Linked DNA regions of Columba livia: region 2 is linked to region 1. Evidence: chromatin contacts called from public Hi-C data. All regions are on one chromosome and are shown on one strand. The core of a region is the stretch at or near the end of the contact, and the rest is flanking DNA. Distances in the headings are between cores, read along the strand shown. Region 1 has its middle 27 kb from the start of TEAD1. Region 2 overlaps TEAD1 (TEA domain transcription factor 1).

Evidence for each region. Hi-C and Micro-C count contacts between places; a contact is called where the count stands out from the background.
Region 2: a contact with region 1 is called in a Hi-C map of crop, with 2.5 times the contacts expected there. The contact joins two enhancer-like sites. A contact is called at or near these places in 2 of 2 Hi-C or Micro-C datasets (crop and liver).

Annotation. Positions count from the first base shown.
Region 1 is chr5:59,148,320-59,151,455 of bColLiv1.pat.W.v2, reverse strand. No RefSeq gene overlaps it. Among named protein-coding and RNA genes, the nearest start is that of TEAD1, 27 kb to the left of the region's middle. Within about 2 kb of position 1,670, at least 1 of the 3 cell types and tissues checked has an H3K27ac peak away from gene starts, as active enhancers do.
Region 2 is chr5:59,245,071-59,248,146 of bColLiv1.pat.W.v2, reverse strand. All of the region lies in intron 3 of TEAD1 (TEA domain transcription factor 1), which reads right to left. Among named protein-coding and RNA genes, the nearest start is that of TEAD1, 69 kb to the right of the region's middle. Within about 2 kb of position 1,311, at least 1 of the 3 cell types and tissues checked has an H3K27ac peak away from gene starts, as active enhancers do.

The sequences.
Region 1 (3,136 bases), core at 421-2,920:
GCCCTGGAGCTTTTCTGTTACTGAGCACAAATGGTAACAGGGACATCCTGGGGTTTGACGCACGTTTCCTTGTACGTATATCCCAAAAGGAGGCAGAGCTGACTCAGAGAAACTTGCCCATTAGTATCCTACCTCCATGTCATGCTCTGCATCCCAGCAGATCATACAATACTTGGTAGCTTATATAAATGAGCTCTGTTCAATGGAGGGACACTATTGTAAGCATGAAACGGGAATCCAGACAGTTTTGGTAATCCAACCTCAAACAATGTGAGCACAGAAAATCCACTGTGGCTAATGAAAAATGAAAAGCAAGGTCCAGTTATCAGCAATGAAATTTCAGTAATTAACACTCAAAACTTTAAACTGAGGAATATGTATGTTCCTAAAAAGCAGTGTAACTGTTCAAAATACCAAGTAGACAAATCTGTGCCCTAAATCTGCTTCCTACCAACTTGGTAACTTTCCACAGTGATTGCGAAGTGCTTATTGTAGCAAATTCATTGCCAGAGTATCTTTCTTGCATGGGAGAACCATGACCTTCCAAAGCAGAAAAATCTCTGAACCTGGACGTGGAGCTCTGGCTAAATGAAGCTGAGTCTGCTACGTGCTTCTAATTTCTTTGCTTTGATGGAAGTCCTAATGTCACCACTTAGGCAATGAGAAGGCGAGTTAAGGCTTTATCAGGACTAACTGGCGGCAGGCAGAGTTGAAGGCAGATCTTGATTAAGTGCTCTGAGCAACTGGAATTAAACTGTGGGACTGCAGAGTCTGGGAAGTAGTGGTCCACATGCAAGTTTTCATTTCAGAGCCCCTCAAACTAAGCCCCTCTTAAAACCTGACCTTTTTCCTCCAGCTCTACTCTTCAGGCTACAAGTAAACTCATGGAACCTGCCCAAGTAGAAAATGAACTTATTAGTCACAGGACAGTTGGTGGCACGCAGAGCATACTCCTGATTAATTTATCAGTCTAAGTTATTTTACAGCCAGCTGGCCCACCCTCATTGTGTTATACGAGCATGTTGCAAGATATAAAGTGTTCACACAAAGATACATTTCTCTCTCTTCCCCTCACCCTCTGCTTCTATTCTGAGCTTGTTTCTTTAGAAAGTGGTGGTGTGGGAAGGCTCCACCAAACGTCTCCATGCCTGCTTCTCATCTGCATTAAGAGTCCCTGCGGTGCCATGAAGAAAGTTCAGTGTTAAGTAAGATTCAGGCCTTGATTTCTATAAGGGTCAGAGAGGGGTGGTTTTGTTTTCTTGATTTTGTTTTAATTCTTTTAAAAAAATGTGTAAACACAATTAGTATTGCTTCCATTTTGATAGGCTACACTCAGTAGGGGCTCGTATTACCCTCTCTGCAATTTATACTTGAGGAGTTTATTTGATTTTGGTATTGCTTTGTTAAGAGAAGGCACGATGACTCAATTAGAAATACTGGTAGGGATCCTGACCAACGCTATCTTTACATTTTATGTTAAAAAAACAAAGAAAGGAAGGAAAAAAGAAGAGTTCCCAGACAGCAAAATTATGAAAATCACAAGGGGAAGCGCTGCCTAAGACTGCACTTCCATTGGAAGTGTAACCACCACAAACTTGTATTCCACTTATCTGAATCAAGACTGAGACTAATTTCCCAATGGGTTAGAGTTGTGCTTTCCTTTTTTGTTCTCTTAGAGTTTGCAAGGCAAACAAACAAACAAGACTAATTATAATACTTTAACAGTCTGTCAAATAAAGCAGTTCTGTCGCTTACTTTTTAAGTTAGTGCATTCATGGAGTCTTCTTTTTGTATCATTATCTCAGAAGAATAAACACGTAAGTTTAGCACAAACCGTAAAACTGTGTTGTAGACTTCAGCTAATCTAGTATCTTTCATTAGTAAGGAGGATTTGGGTGGAGGCCAAGTTAATTAAAACCAGAATAGAACTGTGTTCTATTCATATGAGTCATATAGCTCTGACTCACAATAGAGTCTGTGCAGCTAATGGGTTAATTTGTCCTGATAACGCAGGAAAAATGGAGCTAGAGGTTATGACACTGTTTGAACTGAGCGCTGGTTTCAGACAGCAGACGTACAAGGTTTTTATGCAATTAAGAATACGGATCTGCTCTAATGATGTCCTTTCTGTCTATTCAAGTGCCACTACAAACAGTTCAGAAAGCTCTGGAGGTACAGGAGTCTCAGAAATCCAGGACTGACACCTTCAATACTTTATTATTGTAACAATACGCACATGAAAGTGTTTAAGCTACTGCCACACAGACGGAAGTCTAAATCACATGCATGTAACGCTGGCAATTTCCTCCTAGCTGATAGTCCTGCAGCACTTCAATGGGAAAAATTCTTCCCCAGGCAACCTAACAAACCCACACGCTCGCTTGCCTCAGTGGCCTGCTGCCGAGCACCTACATCTCCACCCCAAGAAGCATGGTAAAAGTGGTAATCCTTCAAGCCAACAGCCTCTGGAACTCCTCTGGTCCCCTTTTCCCTGGGGACTGGCATTCCACACAAGCCTCGCTGCTACCTTTCCAGCTCCTTGTTTCACACCACAACTTAAAGGCACAGACGGGGTACAGAAAGGGGAACCTGCTTCCTAATCCATCCCTCTCATGATCTTCGGTGTAAAGTTAGAGAGGTTCACTTACCGCTTTCCTCCTCCCACATTCCTGCAAGGCTGTGAGCCTTTCAAGACAAGGACTGTTATCACGGCACGAATTCATGGAACTGTTGGTGCAACAAACCCCGTGGGCATGGCTATAAACCAAACGGCAATAACAAGCACACCTGAGTTCTATCTGCCTAAAACCTAGTGCCAAGGTTGAAGGCAGACGGCAGCATTCTGCTGCTCTGCAGCTGATTTAGTTATCTCATCTCCAAGGGCCTCTCAAGAGAAGACATAAATTATACTGGTTTTTCAACCCTCATACAGGTGAAACTCTTAATGAATACAAGAGTGGACAAGAAGCATATATCTTTTATGAGCTAATTTACACAGTTGCTATAAGGGATCCTTTGAGGAAACCAGACCTTAAAAGTAATGGTTTTGTGGGTGTGATTATATAGGATTGTGATAGGAAGTGAAGACAATATAATGCAGGCCTCAGTGTAAATGTGACTGAGGCTTCCCACGGTG
Region 2 (3,076 bases), core at 62-2,561, 97 kb before region 1:
ACAGATTTAATGAATCTGTCAGACTGGTACCATGCAATGGGATAAATGAGCATCAGCTTTGTTGTTCAGGCTTTGTTTTCATGTTTTCAATTAAAACAAAAAAAAAATCCTCCAAGCAATTAATGGGAAACATTAAAATGTAAGAATGCAACAGCTTTTAAGCATATGGGAGCTTTCATCTGAGCAAGAATTTTCCCTGGAAAACATTGAGGTGAGCTCGCAACTTTCAATCAAAGATCTATTTCTAAAAAACTTTGTTGAGGTTGGTTAAGGTTATCACATAATAGGTGAATTTACACAACTTTAGAGACTGGCTTTAGTAGAATGAAATATTGATGTCTCACTTTCCTAAGTGAATGACTTGCAAAAACCAGCATACAGTATGTTTCACTGCTGCAAGCTCTGCAGACTTAATACAGCTCTAGGAAAGCAAGTCAAATTCTTTCTCTGAATTGCACGTCAATGAAAACAGGACTGTTAAGGATATAGTTACTTTGGAAATGGAGGAGTCTCTAAAACGTTAAAAACAATTTCTGTACCTGAACCCTGTTGATAATTTATGTGGCCTTATAACTGTTTTTCCTGTTTTCAGAAGTTTTTCTCTTCCCTGCTAATTGACAGAAGCTGAACATCTATTTCAGTGGCGCCCTGCCAGTTTATACAAGCTGAGGATGTGGCCCATATTTTTCAAAAGGGAGGTCGTTTCCACTGTTTTGCCATCTGCCAGGCTCTACTTCAAGCTAATTAAATAATGTCGAGTTCCAGTAGGCGTTTCCAGGCCATTAGAGTTTTCCATTTCTGGAGCCCTACAGGTACCTAGTAAGTCTGGCTTCAGGAGAACCGAGCCATAGATTTGAAAGTGCTGACAACACTAAATGCCTTTTTAAAAGAGTCAGAAAGTATCCTGACAGTTTGGACACCCTCTGTAGTTTCCATCCAAAGTAAATTTGTGTAAGATCTGTAAATGTGAGCAAACAATCTTACACGCTTGGGGTTACTGAGCAGTTGACTTCAAGTATCTGTAGCTTCAACTGCATCAGTCGCTAAGTTGGATAGCACGGGACACAAACCTGTGTAATGCCCCCTGATAGACTGGTGGGTGCAGACAGCTCACTCCTGATAAACAGTGAGGATGTTTATCACATTGAATTGTTCCCCCCTCTTCAGCAGTCCTTGCGTTACAGCCTTGCCCTCCCCTTGGTCTAGCCCCTCCACAAGCAGCTCTACCCATTGCCTCTTCCCACCCCAAGCCCTCCAGCTTCCCCACAGCTGGAGCCCTGACACCGGCCGCGGGGATCGGCAGCAGCAACTGCCCGCTGGGAAGCAGAAAAGCACTTTATTTACCTTCTACTCCACAGCAGCAAATGTAACAAATGAACAGTCACTCCATGCAACCATAGATTTCCTGTCATTTTTAGCATTCTCTTTCCCTCTCTGCTATTTGTATGATAAACCCACTTACGCTACTGGTCTTAAACCAGGCTGTAAACAGCTGGAGCAGAGATTGTCTCATCTTGTGTGCACAAGACGTACTACAATGGAGCCTTTATCCTGCCTGCAGACTTTCAGCAATGCTATAATTCAAATACTACTAATAATGATAGTGGATGTGGAATAATATGAGCAAGACATTATCATGAACAGAGAATAACCCTCCATCAACCAGAAGCTCTATAGGAATAATGGAATACGCCAGCAATGCGGGCAGGGTTTGCACACATTCTGCTTTTTACCCTGAAAGAGCCCAAAACACCTTCTTAAATCTATGGAAGGACTATTTCAAACAGATCATACTGAATGAAGCCTTTTTATTAAGATGCAGCAGCCCCACATGCCATTGGGGGCTAAAAAAGCAAATGATCTTTGCCAGCTGAAACTGCCACTGGCAAAGGGAAGGGAGGCCCATGCAGAGCAGCACAGCTGAACGACAAGCTCTGCCTTCTGGTTCGCCTAGGATGAAACAGGAATTACTCCAGTCTAAATCAGCCTCTCATCCATTTTACTGCCTGCTAAGAAGAAAAAAACAAAACAAAAACCCACAAGCATTAACAAGCACAATGTCCAGCAAACAAGAAAACGGCACTTCTCACATAGCCTCTCATGTCAGGAGCACCCTGGTTTCAGGCCAGACATAAATGTGAGATGAAGACATCAATAAGATTTCACTGTCATTTCAATGACACACTCACACGTTCAAGTGAGCCTCTACACAGGTGTGTGTGTGTCTTTATGGACACACCTCTATATAAACTTCAAATGCGATTTGGGTAAGTCATCCTACACTGATGAAGTCGTATTAGTACAAATCTGTGCCTATTGTAACTGTCTGAGTCATACGAGTACACGGCAGGTATTTTAACACCACTTTAACGGTTAATATAAAGAAGCCTAAATCTCCAGTGTACTTTGACTTAAATGACCACAATAGCTCTTCTCCTTCCCTTCCTAATTAATTTATCATACGGAACCAACACTCACAGATTTCCCTTGAAACGACGTTACTGTAAAGGAAAAGAACAGGATTACAATGTTCAACACAGCTGTTGAGTGTACAGCAATGTCCTCTTAATGAACAAACTGGAGCTGCCTAAAAGGGCCCAGGCTTGGAGGGAGGCAAGTTTGGGGCTTGAGAGTGTGTACCAGGCAGGGTAACACCGCGTGGGTAGGCTGCAAGATGCTGTGAAAACGGCCCAGAAAGCAAAGCAGTATTTTAAAATACACAGTTTTCCTGGCAAGTCACATGCTCTAAAACTGGAAGTAAATCATTGCAAACTTCAACTTTTGTTTCCACAGAACTTTTAAAATGTTTTTGCTTTCACACACAGGGCCCTGTTCAGCATCTTGCTGCCATGGTGTTTTTCTATCTTGACAATTCACTTCCGTGAGCAGGCATGCAGCCAACTCAAATGAGACTCAACGCAGTGAAAAGCCCTTCAGGTAAACAGTGTGATAAGCTAAACTGCAAAAACGAGACAATGTTTTTGGACTATGAGGCAGTTGCTATGGAGACGGTTGCTAATTAACTGCATTCAGCCAAGAGAACAAAGGGTTTAAGGGCAGACAGGACTCTGTATCT